2 separate regions of the Mus musculus genome follow, and region 1 is linked to region 2. The links are chromatin contacts, called in public HiChIP or PLAC-seq maps. All regions are on one chromosome and are shown on one strand. Each heading gives the region's core, a stretch centred on a gene start, on an enhancer-like site or on the middle of the called end of the contact. The rest is flanking DNA. Distances are from core to core; before and after follow the strand shown.

What was found. HiChIP or PLAC-seq counts read pairs in DNA pulled down with a chosen protein or histone mark.
Region 1: a contact with region 2 is called in an H3K27ac HiChIP or PLAC-seq map of hepatocytes, with 3 times the contacts expected there. The contact joins the enhancer-like site here to the promoter of Cpt2 in region 2. A contact is called at or near these places in 1 of 15 datasets of contacts at CTCF or cohesin (the NIH/3T3 cell line), 2 of 484 Hi-C or Micro-C datasets (the HL-1 cell line and nephron progenitors), 5 of 115 datasets of contacts at active chromatin or transcription factors (embryonic stem cells, hepatocytes, intestinal crypt epithelium and 1 more) and 4 of 9 other capture datasets (adipose tissue, embryonic stem cells, macrophages and 1 more).

The regions. Positions count from the first base shown.
Region 1 is chr4:108,188,383-108,191,082 of GRCm38.p6, reverse strand. It overlaps Zyg11a (zyg-11 family member A, cell cycle regulator), which reads left to right. Exons shown (of 14, transcript NM_001167936.3): 9 at 1,353-1,514; 10 at 1,592-1,636. Among named protein-coding and RNA genes, the nearest start is that of Echdc2, 24 kb to the right of the region's middle. Within about 2 kb of position 1,397, at least 3 of the 459 cell types and tissues checked have an H3K27ac peak or open chromatin away from gene starts, as enhancers often do. A contact at or near this core is called in hepatocytes, where this site is marked.
Region 2 is chr4:107,922,183-107,925,130 of GRCm38.p6, reverse strand. It overlaps Cpt2 (carnitine palmitoyltransferase 2), which reads left to right and starts at 1,542. Exons shown (of 5, transcript NM_009949.2): 1 at 1,542-1,816. The coding sequence starts at 1,665.

The DNA of each region.
Region 1 (2,700 bases), core at 148-2,647, 270 kb before region 2:
CTTGAACCCTGGTCTGGTACTCCAGCTCTTTGTGTGAGTGTGTGTGTGGGAGGGTAGGTACTTGTTTACAGTGGGCCAAAAGTTCTTTGTCCTGCCTGGGGACAGGGTCTCTCACTAAGGGTGGAGCTAGGCTGGCAAACCCCAGTGGGTCTTATGTGGCCACTTTTTACATGGCTGCTAGAATTCAAACTCAGGCCCTTAGGTTTGCTTAGGAAATGTTAGCATTCCTTCTAGGCTCCTCCCCACAGTTACCTGGCAACAGCTAGGTTTGCTCCACACAGTATGAAAGGGGCTGCTTGCCTTCTCCTCTCTCTCTTGCTCTCCTACTCTCTTGCCCTCTTCCTCCTCTGTCCCTTCTCTCCTTATTCCTCTGTCCCCCTCTCTCTCCACATATTCATGACTGGCCTCTACTCCACTCCACTCCACTCCCTCCCTCCCTCTCTCTCTTCCCCTCCCCCTTCCCTGTCTATCTGTCCATCTCTACTACCCTTTCAACTCCCCTCCCTATGCCCTAAATAAACTCTTCTATACTATACTGATATAGTATACCAGTAAATTATATATGTGGCTGGTCCCTCAAGGGGAAGGGATGCCTCAGCATGGGCCCGCAGAGGTACCCCTTCCCCCTACACCATACCACACCCCCACCAAACATATTCCTGGCTGCTTTTTCTTTTTTATAAAACACAATATGAAGTACTTTTTTTTTTTTCTTTTTTGAGACAGGGTCTCACTATGTAGCTTTGGCAAGCCTGAAAGTAGATATGTAGATATGTAGGCCTGACACTCTGCCTTTCTTTGCTGGGATTAAGGTCATGTGCTTCCATGCTTAAGAAGTTCTTTCCTGCTGGGCAGTGGTGGCACATGCCTTGAATCATGGCATTTGGGAGGCAGAGGCAGGCAGATCTCTATGAGCTGGAGGCCAACCTCTGATCTACAGAGCAAGTTCCAGGATAGCCAGGGCTAAACAGAGAAACCCTGTCTCAGAACAAAACAGAAGGAAAGAAGGAAGAAAGTATTCTTATTCGCTGAGCTAGCCAGGTGTGGTGGTGCACAACTTTAATGCAGTGCTGGGGGCCAGAAATGGGATTCTTTGTGAGTTCAAGGCCACCCTGGTCTACATAGTGAGTTCTAGAACAGCTAGGGTTACCTGCAAGACCCTGTCTCAAAACAAATGTGATATTTATTTTATGTCTGTCTGGGACAGGTATTTGAGAGCAAACTGGGGCTAGAACTGAAAGGCTTCAGCATGCTACAAGTACTCCATGAGCCCAGCTGTATCACTGGCCCACTTCCCTCCTCTTCCCATGCAGAAGTGAGTTGGTTTAACTCTCCATCTCTTTGGCTTTTAGGAACTTCTAACAATCATCAGACAAAAGCTGGCTGAAAATTTAGATGATGTCACCTTCTTGTTTACTCTGAAAGCACTTTGGAATCTTACGGATGAGTGTCCATTGGCCTGCAAGTACTTTATGGAAAACGAAGGACTAGCAACTGTCATCCGAGTCTTAGAGGTGGGAAGGTGGGATTGAGTTTTGATATAAAGTTCTTTTCTTCATGATAAAGTGACCTGAGTGTTCTTTTTTTACAGACATTTTCAATATCTGTGATACAAAGCAAAGTACTTGGTCTTTTGGTAAGATGAATTGTTTGAATTAATTTTAATTAAAACTAATACTTCTATAGCACCTACTTTGTGCTGGGCACTGCTGTAACCAGTTTAAATCATAGGTTCATTTAATTTCTGTTACATTCTGAGCAAACAGATACCTTCATGCAGTAATTCTGTTGCTGTGAACAACCTACATCTTAGCGGCTTAAAATAATATCTGTCCGGGGCTGGAGAGATTTAAGAGTACTGGTTGCTCTTCTAGAGGACCTGGGTTTGATTTCTGTTTTGTTTTGTTTTGTTTTCCAAGAAAGGGTTTCTCTGTGTAGCCCTGGCTGTCCTAGAACTCACTTTGTAGACCAGGCTGGCCTCGAACTCAGAAATCCGCCTGCCTCTGTTTCCCAAGTGCTGGGATTAAAGGCGTACGCCACCACTGCCCAGCCTGGGTTTGATTTCTAGCACACACATGGCAGCTCACAATCATGTAACTCCAGTCTTAGGGGATCCAATGTCCTCTCCTGGCCTCTATGGGCCCTGCCTGCACATGCTATACAGACATACTCAAATTAAAATCAGAAATTAAAAAAATAATGGTAGCTCTCTTATTTAACTGAAAACTCTGTAGATGGTGGGTATTGTACCCAGCTGTAATTCCAATTCCAGGGAGGCGAACAAGTTTGAGGCCAGGCTGGCCTGGGTAGGAAGGTCCTGACTCAAATCAAAACCAACCAAACGAGAGCGACTAGGACACAGCTTAGTTGGTAGAGTGCAGGCCATGCAAGTGTAAGAAACTGAACCTGAATCCCCAGCACCCAGGTAAAGAGCTGGAGAAAGGAAAAGCAGTAAAAGCAATCTCAGAAAGCTGAGCAGGAGAGACCCCCTAGACGGGAAACGTCTTACCTGCTAGAATAGCAGGTAGTCCTTCTGTCCTTCTGGGAGCCTGGTAGACTGCTAAAGACTTACAAGAGCTTTTGGTAATCCGTTATGCTAATGGAACTTGTGTCTCTTTGTGGGGAACCACTGTGTTCAAGTGGCTCGGGTGGCTGAGGAGACACTGAATCGCTTGGCTTTCAGAAACAGACCCGTGGCTG
Region 2 (2,948 bases), core at 293-2,792:
AACATCGAATCAATTCTCAGGCCTCCACCTTCCCAGTGCTGGGATTACAGGCATGCACCACCATATTTGGTTGGTTTATGTGATACTAGGGATCAAACCTAGGGTTTCATGCATGCTAGGCAAACACCCTGCCCACTGAGTTACATCCCTGGTTCCCACTAGCTTTGAATTCTGTGCTTAGCTCTTCAGTCAATGAAGAAAAGTTCTTCAGTATGGAGCTGGTAAGTGAGTTTCCTGTTTAACTGCTGGTCATCTAAATAAGGACAGAGCCCGAGAAACAAACTCAGGTCCCCTGAACTCCAAATCCAGTGCCCTTTGGGATGTGTTCCAGCTCATGGCTCTGCCTACCTACTTATGGAACAGACAAAATGTACTTGGCTGCTTCAGATCTACAGGGTCCTGACAGACAGCTGGAGCTAAAGGAAGGTTGTGTTTCCAGAATGGAATTCTGTTGTGCTTCAAGTGAGAATAATTCACTATGTAAAATAAGTGGTAGCAGAACCTATTACTTCTTTAGCTACAGATGAGGCAGAGACCAGAGGGGTATGGTATATGTTGCTTGCCTGTGGTGGTTTAGCGATGGATGGGGATGTTCACGTTCAAGAATCTTTGAATTCCTGAAAAGTTTGGGACTTCAGGACCCATGTGTGCTGACAGGTAGCCTCCTACGGTGGACTGAGGCTAAAAGACACCCAGAACTAGAGGACAAGGGTTTCCTCTTGGTAGGGAACCTGTTTTGTTTTTTTCCTTTGAAATATTCAATCTGAAAAAGGATGCTCATTTCTGGTTCCTGTACATTCTTTTTCCTTCCTTCCTCTTGTTTTGATTAAGACACAGTCCCGTGTAGCCCAGGATGGCTTCCAACTCGCTATGTAGCTGAATATAGGCTAGAATTCTTGACACTCTGCCTCTGCCTCTCCTTCAGATTACAGGCATGCACCCCCAATTTCCAGTTATACATTTTTAATAATATTTTTATTAGATATTTTCTTTACATTTCAAATGCTATCCCGAAAGTTCCCTATCCCCCCCCCACCCCACCCCACCCCCACCCCCCCCCGCCCCGCGAAGCCACACACTTCAAAGACTTCAGGCTTGGGGAATGCTACACGGACCTAGTATGAGTAAAGTATTCTGCCTAACAAATTATATTGGTGAAATAAGTATGACTATTGTTCAGTAAATCTAGAACTGTGGAGGCGTTTGTTGATCTTGTTCTCTACTTAGAAGACAAAGGTTTGAAATGTTCTTGGTCTCTAGAGACCAAGCCTTGACAAGGATAGGTCTGCCAAATGCCAAGTTTCAGCGTTTCTTTTTTCTCTACTTTTGATTTCTATCCAGTTCTGTGAAAGGAAAAGAGGTTAGCTTCAGAGTTACATGCCTGCCACCTTCGGGCAAGAAGCTGGGCTTACTATAGTTTAGAGACCGCTTCCGGCCCAGGTGGGCGTGGCCGCCTCTTGGGCGTGGCCACGATGTGGGCGGGCTCTGGGAGAGGCCAAGTGTGGGCGGGGCCACCGCCTATCGGTGCCCGGAAGTGCCCCTGTGGGCGGAGTTGAACTGGACGTTAAGTCTCTACGGGTGTCCCGGGCCTGAGGGCAGCGGCCTGCTTGCTCGGGAACTCCCTCAGCCACCGCGTCCTCAAGCCGCCATTGCCGCCCGGGACGATGATGCCGCGCCTGCTGTTGCGTGACTGGCCCCGGTGCCCCTCGCTTGTCCTGGGAGCCCCTAGTCGGCCCTTAAGTGCTGTCTCGGGGCCCGCCGAGTATCTGCAGCACAGCATCGTACCCACCATGCACTACCAGGACAGCCTGCCCAGGTGAGCCCAGCCTCCTGGCCCCGGCCCAGACCCGACTCCTGGTGCTTAGGACTTGCCCTGAACCTCCGGCCCTGGAGGCAGTCACATTCCCCAGCTTGGAAAGCCTGAGACTTTGAAAATTCCCTGGCTCAGAAGATTCAGAAACTTTAAAGTCTCCTCCGCAACCCTCCCGTCTACAAGTTCATCTTGAATCCTACAAACTCCTGCCCGCTCCATTAATCTTTCAGACAGCTATCCTGAGCCCTACACACTTAATGCCTGAAAATCACCCGAATCCTTTCTACTAGGGTGGTCAATTCCTTGTTTTGTTTTGAGGGTTTGTGTGCCCTAGAACTAGCTCTGTAGACCAGGATGGCCTATTAGAGATCCTCTTGCTTCTGCCTGTAGAGTGCTGAGATTAAAGATATAGGGCACCCCCATTGAGGGAGGATAGCCAGTTCCTAACATGGGTCTCCCTCGGGTCAGTGTCCCCTATTCACCTTTACCTGTTGCTGAGAACACCCAGCCCACTCCTCTTCCAGTACCTGTTCTGGTAGTGTCCCATCGTTGCTGCAAGCACATCTTTATCCTCATTTTAGCATTCTCCATCTTCTGCTCCATCTTCTAAGGTCAGCCTTAACCTAGAACTTTTTCATACCCACCAAACCTTCCTCAGCACTCTTTCGGGTGGTCCCCAACACCTCACCCACACTACCTGACCTATTCAAACAGCCCTAATAAGTGTTCCTCCATGTCCGTCACCCCCTGTCCCCAATACCCAGTACTTCCTTAAATCTGGAGTCTAGTTTTCTCGTTGATCTCTCAGCTTTGTTCTAGGTTGCCAGAATAGAAATTACCTTCACTCTAAGCCAAACCTAAATTGTCTTTGCATTCATTGTTTATTTCCCAAACCAAGCTCCAAACCTGTTTCAAATCCCCCTCACTGTCCTGGCCCAGCTGCCAGTGATCCTTCCTGCTCCATCCGGGAAAAGACACACATTGTACCATGGTATTGTTCCCTGCTGTGGGGTTTGTTTTCCTCCGTGTCCAGCAGTTATTTAACCCAGTGTCATCTGCCCACCGTGCCTTCTCAGCAAGAACCCAGTGTGCTTATGTGTGAGACCAGCTACAGTGAGGTTATCTGAATTCAGCA